Linked DNA regions of Canis lupus: region 2 is linked to region 1. The links are chromatin contacts, called in public Hi-C maps. All regions are on one chromosome and are shown on one strand. The core of a region is the stretch at or near the end of the contact, and the rest is flanking DNA. Distances in the headings are between cores, read along the strand shown.

The links. A called contact is a pair of places that touch in the nucleus more often than the background predicts.
Region 2: a contact with region 1 is called in a Hi-C map of blood, with 3 times the contacts expected there. The contact joins the enhancer-like site here to the promoter of NEK2 in region 1. A contact is called at or near these places in 3 of 9 Hi-C or Micro-C datasets (amygdala and blood).

Annotation. Positions count from the first base shown.
Region 1 is chr7:9,905,544-9,911,476 of UU_Cfam_GSD_1.0, forward strand. It overlaps NEK2 (serine/threonine-protein kinase Nek2), which reads right to left and starts at 2,462. Exons shown (of 8, transcript XM_038542071.1): 1 at 2,285-2,462; 2 at 833-1,050; 3 at 299-539. The coding sequence starts at 2,380.
Region 2 is chr7:10,152,568-10,158,500 of UU_Cfam_GSD_1.0, forward strand. INTS7 (integrator complex subunit 7) reads right to left here. Exons shown (of 20, transcript XM_038542073.1): 4 at 5,272-5,409. Among named protein-coding and RNA genes, the nearest start is that of INTS7, 24 kb to the right of the region's middle. Within about 2 kb of position 3,059, at least 2 of the 20 cell types and tissues checked have an H3K27ac peak or open chromatin away from gene starts, as enhancers often do. A contact at or near this core is called in blood, where this site is marked.

The sequences.
Region 1 (5,933 bases), core at 1,212-3,711:
CAGGGCACGATCCTGGAGACCCGGGATCGAATCCCACATCGGGTTCCCGGTGCATGGAGCCTGCTTCTCCCTCTGCCTGTGTCTCTGCCTCTCTCTCTCTCTCTGTGACTATCATAAATAAATAAAAATTTAAAAATAAATAAATAAATAAATAAATAAATAAATAAATAAAATGAACGTTATAATTCTTGGCTATTGTGTATTACTAAGCAAACAAGTAAACAAAACCTCAATTTCCCTGCATTTGAATGCTTAGCATTAGGATGTTTAAAAAGTATTTAAATTCTGAAGTACTTACAGGAGACATGTAATAGGGTGTGCCAACAAATGTTTTTGCAAAACTTGTATCATGGTTTAATATCCTCGCTAGCCCAAAGTCCCCAAGCTTAACGTTTTGCTTGCCATCCAGGAAAACGTTGGCTGGTTTCAGATCACGATGCAGCACAGTATGACCACCATCGCTTCGTCTGTGACATTCCTTTAGGGCCAGAGTCAGCTGAGTCATCACTCGAAGAACAAACTCTTCCTCTAAATATTGTCTGAAACCAAAGCAGTTATACAGCATATAACTTATGAACAAAGCCATTTAAAAAATGGGATAACGTGAAGTCTCTAGTTTTCAGAATGTACAAATAGGGAAATAAACTCTTATTTTCAATATGAGATATGGGTGTTGATTCACCAGAGATTTTCTAAAGTGCTGTCAACCCATCAAACAAATACAAGAAGTCTTTCCCATTACTAAGTACTTCATCCCCAATCCTAAAACAGGATGCTTAACAAAAAAGAAAACTTGGCCCGTTTTTAGCTTAAGTTTAAAAGACGAATTTACCTTTCCTTTGTTCCCTTTGTAATTAGACTAGCCAGGTCCCCTCCTTCACAATATTCCATTACAATGTACAGTGTTGTGTTGGTTCGGTCAATAATTCGATCATAGTAACGGACAATGTTTGGATGCTTCAGTTCACGGAGCAAATTCACTTCAGAAACAAGCATCTGTTTCTCGGCTTCTGTCATGGAGCCATAGTCAAGTTCTTTCCAAACTAATACCTGAAGTAAGAATTTCCAAGGTATGAATGAACTCATTATACTCAAAGAACGAACATTCTAAAATTTTAAAAAAAATTTTTTTTAAGATTTTATTTATTTATTCATGGGAGACAGAGAGAGAGGCAGAGACACAGGCAGAGGGAGAAGCAGGCAGGGAGCCTGATGCGGGGCTGGATCTCAGGACCCTGGGATCACGCTCTGAGCCAAAGGCAGATGCTCAACCACTGAGCCATCCAGGTGCCCCTAAAATTTAAAAATTTTAAAAGTCACTTCTTTATTAAATAGATCACATATTTGTTATCATCTAGTTTACTTCAATAAACTTAAGAACCCCTGCATTTATTTCTGTAACTTTGCCCTCAATTTCAAGCAGTAAATGATGCAATGGGAGACAGGGGCATGAGGCACATATTCGGCCTCCCCCCAAACCGCTGCCTTCAGGTGCTTTGTGGTAGAAAAGTTACTTTCGGGAAAGTTACTTTCGTCAAAGCTGGAGCAGAGGTAATAGGGACACCTGGGTGGCTCAGTGGTTGAGCATCTGCCTTTCACTCAGGGTGTGATCCCGGAGTCCTGGGATCGAGTCCCACATCAGGCTCCCCGCAGAGAGCCTGCTTCTCCCTCTGCCTGTGTCTCTGCTTCTGTGTGTGTCTCTCACGAATAAATAAGTAAAATATTAAAAAAAAAAAAAGAGGTAATCAAAGCCCCTCATCATTCCAACCGGGCCCACTTTTCCAGGGTGAGAGACCTTGGGAAGAAAGATCCCTCCAGCCCCAGACAGGCAGGCAGTTTCCTCTCCATTGTTTCTTCCCGTATTAAGATCTACCTGCACACCCTGGGAAAGAAGAATCCAATAATCCGAAGAACGGGTATTTTTAAACGAGCTCTGACTGCAAGACAAAAAGCTCCAGGTCCCGGTGGTCCCTGCCTCTTTCCTATGTCCGAGGGGGCCGCTCTATTCTGGAAAGAGCTCAACACTCGAGCTACCTACCTGTCACTAATGGGAGGCCCTTAGCAAGTCAAAGCAGGAAAAAGGAGGGAAGGGGGAAAAAAATACAGATAGGAAGATCTCAAAAGATGCAGGCTGGATCCCCAGCCCCGGAGCAAGCCCGGACAGACGCAGACCTGGAAGGCGGGCCTCTCGCTCCCCCGCCAGCCACCCCAGGGGCCGAGGGCGCTCGCCGCGGGCGGGAGAAAGCGCTGCAGCGGCGGAGACAGGGAGGCGGCCCGCGCTCACCTTGCCGTCGCTCTTCCTCCGGATCTTCTGGCAGCGGCCGTAGGAGCCCGTGCCAATGGTGTGCAGCACCTCGTAGTCCTCCGCCCGCGTCGGCATGGCCCGGCCGCCGCAGGCCTCCCGCAGGTCGCTCCGCCGGCTCCGAGACCGCTCCGGGCCACCGCGCAGCCGCTCGGGTCTCCAGCCCGGTTTAACCGACGCGGGCCCGGGCCTGGCAGCCTATTGGCCCGCGGGGAGGCCGCCTCGCCTCTCTGATTGGCTAAGAGAACACAACACCCTAGGCATCCTGGGAAAGGTGTGTTGCTAGGCAACCGCGTCGGCGTCCGCGTCCGCTTCCCCGCTTCGCGCCCCCGGAGGGAGAAAGGGGCGGGGCTAGGCCGCAGGGAGGCGGGGGGATTGGAAGCGGGTGTAGGCGGGTCTCCGCAACTCGGGAACCTCCCGCCCAGGCGTCCTGGGTGCCCGAAGTCCTGAGACCTCCCCTCGGGCTTCTTTGCACGCTGCCGCCCCCTCCCCCCCAACCAAAGGGCTGCCTGCTGACCTCGGCACCCTGACCCCTGCACTACCCACTCTCGTCTACACAGCGCGCCCTCCTCTTAGGTTCCTGAACCCCCGAGCCTGGGAGGCGTCGCACTGAAGTCGTGGCCGGAAGCCGAGTGCGGAGATGCGGGGCTGCACCGTGCACAACCTCGCCGACCCGTGCCCGAACCGGGGCACGCCCGGCGGGGACTGCGCAGAGCGCTGTACCTGTGCCGTCTTGCTTGCTCCTCGACGCCAGCCTGTAATGCAGGAATTAGTATTCTTGCCCAGGACGAAGCCGAAGCACAGAAAAGTTAGATTGCTCGCTTTAGGTCCAACGGCCAGGAAGAGAAGAATCTGTTTGCAAACAGTGGATCCTCCTAGAAAGGATTTAAAGCTTACGCATGACTTTTGGGTGCAATCATCATAGAGTATATATATATGAATATATATAAGAATATATATATATAAAGATTTTATTTTTTTATTCATGATAGATACAGAGAGAGAGGCAGAGACACAGGCAGAGGGAGAAGCAGGCCCCATGCAGGAAGCCCGACGTAGGACTCGATCCCGGGACTCCAGGATCACATCCTGGGCCGAAGGCGGCGCTAAACCACTGAGCCACCCAGAGATCAGGAGAGACTATATTTTTGAACACTAAACGTACAGTCCTGTTTAACATGCACAGGATGTGTGCAAAACCGCAGTGTAGAATATGCAAGTCCTTGATATTTTGGAATACCCAGGAGAATATGGTGGCTCTAAGGCAGAGATAGTCTTTTATCTTTTAGACTCCTACAAAATTTTTTTTATTAGAGAAGACTACCACATAGGTTATCTGGGGTGCCAAACATAATTAATTGGCAGTGCTTCATAAGATATAGCCTCTTCGGGTGCCCAGCTCAGGTAATCAGATGGAGCAGTCCCATTTTTACCTGGGAGAAGGGGCCAGCCCTGGATGGAGGAAAAGTCCATTACCAGGAGACTAATCATTTGGCAGTACATAAATAGGTCAATTTTCTTTAAATATCTGTTCAGCATGGAGTTGAGAGGAACTGGATTTTCTATTAATAAGAATTACAAACCTCTTTACATTAAAAATAAGGAATTTCTTACATGCACTGAATATATAATTGGAATTGCCAGCCGGGAGAATTTTTAAAGTAACATGCAAGGACACGGTCTTACCTCAAGGGAATAGGGCCAATTTAGGTTTCAAAAGTTATGTAAGAAGCCACAAGTGTCTGAGTTAATTAGCATTGTATTTTTTTTTTTAATTTTAGACCTGTTAAAGATTGACACATATGGGGCTCTTTGGCTGTCCTGCCCTAAATCCAATCCTGCACCTTCTCTCTGGCCACCCACTGGCTCTCATGCTTTGTCCCAATTCCCCAAACCTGGCACACTTTCTCATTTCTCACCACCACCACCACCACTGCCACCATCACCTTTGTACCCCTTATTTCGTTTGCCTGGAATACTATCCTCCCTACTCCCCTAACCACTCCCTCACCCCCCATGTCTGTCCAGAGGACACAACTTGTCTTACAATATTCGGTGCCAACTTTCTATCCTGTACCCTAGGAAGCTTCTTCTAGCATGCTAAAACAAGCAGTTTTTCCATCTACACCGGTGTTCACAGACCACCTTGTACATAAACCAACACTTACCTTGTTATTTATCATTATTTGTTGACATGGGTCTGACAGTAGCTCAGCTCCAAGCTCCTGGCAGCCAAGAGAAGTCCTGTGAAAGGAGGCATGCAATACATTTTTGTTAAAGTATGAGGAAGTAGCTTATAATTGTGCAAGGGTCTGGAGTGAGCCCCAAAGTACTCTTGTTTCAAATGCCCCAACCCTATGGCAGAGAATATTGGGGAAAGACCATCCTAGGAGTATGGAGAGTGGCTTCTAGATATATATGTTCACTCAACAAATATTTATTGAGCATTTACAGTGTGCCAGGTGTAATGATAGGCATTGGTATGCTAGGTGTTCATTATAGAAGAGACAGCGGAGTCATGTTCACGAGGACAAAGAAAAAAGCGACATAGAAAAAAGCATGAGAAACCCTAACGCCCGGCCAGAGTTAGTCCATACCATTGAGTGGGAGTAAGGGGCAGGACAGCCCAGCAGAGCTCCCTAGACACTAGAGCAGAGACACTGGAGGCCAAGAAGCATGTGGAGGCCAATCAGGAGCACCTTACATGAAACACCTCATCCCCTGTCACTTCCTCTCTCTTTTCTCCATTTTCCACTAATTTTTTAAGATGCGATTGCACTCAGTTTCTTCCCTGAAAATTTCCCTGACTACCTGCAACCCACGGTGGTTGCCTAAACGAGGAATTAACTGTGATTTTTACTCATTCAGAATATGCCATATACTGGTCTACATCACTAGCTTCTCATGTATATTGTCTTACCTGACCCATTACAACAAAAACTCATCCTTCAACAGATAGAAATCGAGACCCTGCCTGGTGCCAGAGATACCACAGTGAGTAGGACTCACTCGCAGCCCTGGGGGTGGAGGCGGCAGATGTACTCATGGGTCTTGTGTACAGAGAAATTCAGCCATTACACATTGTGGTAGGAATCAAGAAAACAGAACCGAGACAGAAACTGAGATAACATTTAAACAGAGAGCTCAGAGCCGAGCAGTTTCATGAGAGCGTGGCCAAGGCGAGAGCTTCTCTCTCACACCCAGGGCCTAATTCACTGTCTTCACAGTCCTCTTGCTCATGTGATCAGTTTTAACTTAAATGTGGTGAAATCCCAAATAAAGAGATTATCTGCATTATGTGTGTGTGTGTGTGTGTGTGTGTTCTGTTCACAAGTGCTCTACAGGTGTTCTCAGAGAAACCAACTAAGTTTGAAGGGAAACTAGTTGGAAGACTTAGTGGGTATCTCTAACTTAGCATCTTCAAAACCAAGCTCCTGATTTTTGCCCCAAATGTGTCCTACTCGCTGTCTTCTTTGTCTTAAGTACCTAATACATAAGATTTTGTTGTTGTTTATTTTGTTCACTGCAGTATCTCCAGTACTTAAAACGTGCCTGGAACATATGTAGGTACTCCACTCGCATTTGTACATTGAATGAATGAATGAATTATTTAATTAATGAGTGAAGGAAG
Region 2 (5,933 bases), core at 1,809-4,308, 250 kb after region 1:
AAACATATCAGGAAGTACACATTGCCATGCTTTGTGATAAAGTTTTGGAAGATTTTTCTAAAATTGTTTGTTTTAGAATTGAACAATATTTTATTCCAAAATAAAATAAAAGTTTATTTGCAAAGTATTTTTTTATAGTTAAAAATGAATCACTGGCTTGACGAGGTTAGAAGACTCATTTTCTCAACCCACGGCTGCATCATGTAGGTCTAAAGATGCTGAAAAAGATAAAACTGAAATATCAGAAAGTTTTCTAACTAATTCAAGGAAGGAATCTATTCTAAAGAAAAACAAAACTATAAATTTAAAAAAATGACTCGTTATCCTATTTTTTTAAATGTTAATAATTTAACTTATTGTACTTTATGAAATAAAACATTTCAAAAAGTATTATGGTACCATTTAACTTGAGGTTTCATTTTGAGACTAATTATTTAGAATTAAAAAAAAGAAAAGACTGAGTATTTTAAGTGTGCTCTTTAAAAGCAAACTATTGATTTTTAAACTAGAAATAACAACAGGGTAAGTTATCGTAATGCACAGGCTGGAGAAGCGCACATAACAGCTAAGAGATGTGTAGCTGACAATGCTGAATGCCTGGATGATAAGTCAGAAATCAAGGCACTGCTACTTTTCAACATTAGAGTAACTTATCAAATAAAAGATTTAGATGCAAATGTGAAGGCTGAGTTACTAGCTCAACTGCAGAATTTTACTTCTGCCTTACAAATGGAAAATCTACAGACATGGCTAGATGACTCTTTTGCTTGTATCAGCACCACCTAATCATAGAACATCATCTTTTATGTGAATTCTAAGCAATAAACAATATTTGTGCTGAATTTTCAAAGCAATTTAACGTTTTTAAAAAATCTTATGGTTTTCCCAAAACATCGATACTCTCTTCACTACTGGTACCAAAGCAATGAGTAAAATGCTGGCGCCTTAGCAAGAATCAAGGCAGTGTCACCAAACCATACTAGCAGTCACTGTATTCTTCACCACTGTGGGCTCCCATGAAAAAGGAGGGAAGGAACAAAGTCAGATAAACACTTAAAAATGTCCTTGATAGAACAATAAAGATTACTAACTTTAATTTTAACCCATGAGCAAGTGTTCTTTTAATATTCTCTGACAAAATAGAAGCCACACATAAAGTACACAGTGATTGTCTTCAGGAAAAGTACCATGTGATTATCTGAGTTATGAGATGAATTAGTCATTTTTTCATGAAACTTCGTGGTTATTCACACTTGGCTATTTGGCAGACATTTTCTCAAAAAAATGAATAAAGTCACCTTGTCGATTCATGGAACACAACTGGGAAAATTTTCTGTCAACCTGATAAACATAACTGGGAAAATTTTTTGTCAATCTGAGAAACAATCTAAACAAAAATCAGAATTTCAGAAAACTTGTATCTATCACCATGAGCTTGACAGCTTAATATTTAAAGAATTTCCTGAGACTGGTGGCAAGTAACAAATGTGATCCTTTAATACAATAAAATGGGTCATCATCTAGAAGACCTGCATAACACAGTGAACCAATATTTTCAAGAAGACCAATACATAAATTATAAAACCATACATGGGTAAGAGATTCTAGTAGATTTCAATGTAATGTAGTACAAGTTCAATGATAGCATTTTTAGAGTCCACACTGCAATTAGCTTGTAAGAAACCACCACCTATCTACTTTTGGTATAACATCAAAGAAAAATATCCATAATTACTTATAAAGTCTTTATGAATATTCTTCTCTTTTCCAACTATGTATCTGTGTGAGGCTGGATTTATTTCATATACCTTATCATAAGATATTGCAACAGAAATGTTGAATACATAAACAGACATAAGAATCCAGCCAGACACGAAAAAGATTTGCAAAAGTGTAAAACAATGCTACTCATCTCACAAAACTGCTTTTTTGTTTTGGAAAACAATTATTTTCATAGAAGTATTTTTACATTAACATATTTAGAGAATTGCTATTTTAAAAATGAACAAGTATTTTTTTAAATGTAGCTATTTAAATTTTTAATATTTTAAGTATCAATTGATATAGTCCATGAAAACAAAAAAGCTCTGTGAGGATCTCAATAATGCTTGGAAGTGTAAAGATACCAAATAGTTTGAAAACTATTGTTCAAAGATACCAGTTTCACATTTGACAAGAAAAAGTTAACTTACAAATGTCTTTCAGGTAATAAGAGGTGTATCAGGTATATATAGACAACTCATTCACATTTGAGATGGCTCTTACACTTGTTATTCTTTCTTAGAATGTTCTTCTAACTTGCTGCCTCTTTAATCATTCAGTTTCAGCTCAAATGTTACCTCGTCAGAGAGGCCTTCCCTGATCACTCTACTTAAAGCAACTCACTCAGGTCATTATCACAGTGATGAAACTGTATTATTTCTATCACAAAATTGTTTTTATTTTTACATAACATTAACCCACATCTGAAACTATTTTGTGTTTACACAACAATAGGGCCTTTATCTTCTCCACCTCTATACTCCTGGGCACTGAGACTACTATCTGGAGGAGGTAGATAGTTAATAAGCATTTCTCCAGTAACTTAGGTAACTTTAATACAGCTCAAAATTTTAAATCTGTTATGGGCCTTTAGTGCCAATAAATTGCAAATTAAAAGTCTGCACTTTTCTTTTTTTTTTTTTGTCTAGTAATACTTTTAAAAATTCTTAAAGTCAACATTAAGAATGTATGTTAATAGAGTCCCATATGGTAATAAGACTATAAAGAAGGATGCCTGGGTGACTCAGTGGGTTAAACATCTGCCTTTGGCTCAGGTTATGATCCCAGGGTCCTGGGACTGAGTCCCTTGTTGGGATCCCTGCTTAGTGGGGAGTCCACTTCTCCCTCTCTGTCTACAGCTCCCCCTGCTTGTGCTCTCATTCTGTCAAAAAAATAAATAAAAATCTTAAAAAAAAAAGACTGTAAAGAGAATAATCAGATTTTCCAGCTTCCACGTATACCGCCCCCTCCGCCGACAAAAAAGTCAGCTCTGACAACACTGGGTATACATTCATTCCGGTACTGTCCGGATCAGCTGGGACCAAGGCCTAGCTTTTAGATGTGAGTGCACTATCTAGTTCAGCAGAGTGGCCGCTAGAGGGCACCTCTCACACTAATAATGTTTCCCCAATTTCTGAATGTATTTGGGTTTCCAACTCCTACTTTGTCACCCAGGGGACTAGCTCTTTAAATATATAAAATCTTAATCTTTTTAAAAACAGTTGAGATGTGGTTATGATAATAGACAGAGGGAGAACAGTATTACTAATATTCTTAAGGTCTTATTTGGCCAGTTGCTCTAATTTAAGATACAAAATTGATAAATAGAGATACTAAGACAAAAACTCACTAGCACTGGTTGAGGTATTTGATCTCAAGCCAGGTCATCATCATTTTAGAAGAAAAGGTAAATGCTAATCTCAAAAAGATACAGTTCAAAAAAAAAATATAGACTTCATTATACAATTAGTTAATTTTACACTCTGATACATTTGATAGGCTCTTCAGCCTTTCCTATTGCACTAATTTGGTATTTTTAAATATCACAAATTATATCACAGAAGCCTGTTATGTTACACTTGATCTTATTAGCCAAAAGGCTGAGAAGCGATCGGAAGCCTATTATGTTATAAACTGCTTCTACATAAACTTTTAATTTAAGTGTTTGGTGGGACGCCTGGGTGCTCAGTGGTTCAGCGTCTGCCTTCTGCTCAGAGCATGATCCCAGGGACCTGGGATCCTGCTTCTCCCTCTGCCTATGTCTCTGCCTCTCTCTCTGTGTGTGTCTCTCATGAATGAATAAATAAAATCTTAAAAAAAATTGTTTACTGGTCATCAATACTATAAATGAAGAATGTTTCTATGTTACTTAGTCTAAACCTTATCCAAAACAGATCAGAAATTCCAGAGCTAATAAAATTAGCTTGATAGTAACACGAGAAAACTTGAACCAAAAATGGTTTTCGTTAAACATAATCACTAAATTACAAATGTATCATCTAAATTTAGAAACGAAATTTAGAAAAGTATTTTTTGGCATTACAGGAAATGAAAATTTACTACAGTAGATTATAATTAAAATCTGGAGAAAGTTGGTGACTAGTCCATGTTTTATGCAAATTTAGCAGAAAGTTGGTGACTGGTCCATGTTTTATGCAAATTTAGCAGAAATTTTTAATGGAAATGCCATTTTTTTACTTTTAAAAATAATGCTATCCATCTGGTTATAAAGCCCAAAGTTGCTCCTGACAGTATATAGAGAAATTTAATAAAAAAGGAAAATAAGATACCATCTTATCACCCAGAGACAGTATTTTGATATATACCCTTTGTCTTTTTTCTATTTTATCAATACAAATACCTCTTAAAAAATATACTCTATAATATCACATAAATTATGATATAACCTGTTCTCCAAATATACTTCTAAAATATATTTGTTAAGAGCTGAGATAATATTTCATTGTGGTTGGAAGTTAGGTTGCTACTAAATTTTGTTGTTGTTTCTGTAACATTACAACTAGCATCCTTGCAAATAAGTATCAGTACACATTGCTGACTTACAGGATAAGTTCTCAGAGGTTGATTTTCAGGTCCACTTAAAGGGGATAAAAGGATGAACATGTTTAAAGCAAATGCATATTACCAAAATGCCTCCAGAAAGCAATGCTATTTTTGATATCAGTTAGTAAAGAAGATAATTTGTATTTTTAGATATAGTAACATAATCATGGTCAGCATTGCATCCAAAAAAAAAATTGTTTTATAAGATAATAATATAGGATATGACATCCCAAATAGGTTAAAACTGGTTTCAACTCAAATTACTATCTTTGTCAAACTGTACATAGTTCTTTTTTTTTTTTTTTTTTTTTTTTGTACATAGTTCTAATGCCAAAAAAGCTAACCTTGGGAAGACAATAAGAAAGCAGCAATTTAGCATTAGAACCATGTATGTTTAGAGGGGGATGCCTAAGTGGACAAAACTGCTTCCCAATGAAGCCCTCCCTAACTAATCTGTGCAATCTGTCCTTCTGGAAATTCTTATTTCATGTGCAGTTAATGCCAACATATGTACTTAACCGTTCTGTATTATGTATTGAAGTTTTTTTCCCCCAACATGATGTAAATCCTCCTGGAAAATACACCTTACCACTTACATTTTTCATTTAGTGTTTATGTATATTGATTATTTATTCCTTCAAAACCTTTTCTTTAGCCAATGCTTACTTTGACTGTGCAGAGAAGTTTGCAGCAGCAAAAACGGCAGCTTCGACTTCTACATTATCATGTGAGTCCAGACTCTGACGAATACTATGATGAGCATTCTTCCTCTCAGGAATTATTGATGCCAGACTTCCCAACATCCTACAGAGACAGAGACCCCAAGAAGAACAGAAATACAATAAGCTAAAAATCAAGAGAGGAAGAAGCAAGGCAAAGCTAGATCACACAATTAAAATCTGTAGGCAATCCTTTAAATCTCAGGTTAGTAAAGCATCAACTTTAGGAATCAAGCAGTGACTCAAATTCTAAACACTTTTCTACACTCTGATATGTCAGAAAAATTAACATGGCTTATCTAACATAAGCAAAATTCTAAATTATCATCCTGAAGTACCTCCCAGGTACCAAATAGAGCCCAGAAACTTCTGAATTATTAAAGCATCAAAATATCAATTTTCCAATGTTAAGTCTGTTTTGGCAAAACAACATTTTTGCTATTATGCAAATCCACAAAGTAAAAAAAAGACTTCAGTGAATATGGATACCATGATTTTTAAATTGGTCTTTAACATCAAGAGAACAGAGGTAGAGGTAACAGTGCTCATCTCAGAATCTGCAAGGACGAGGAAGCATCTGGGAAAACACAGTCTACTTTATAATAAATT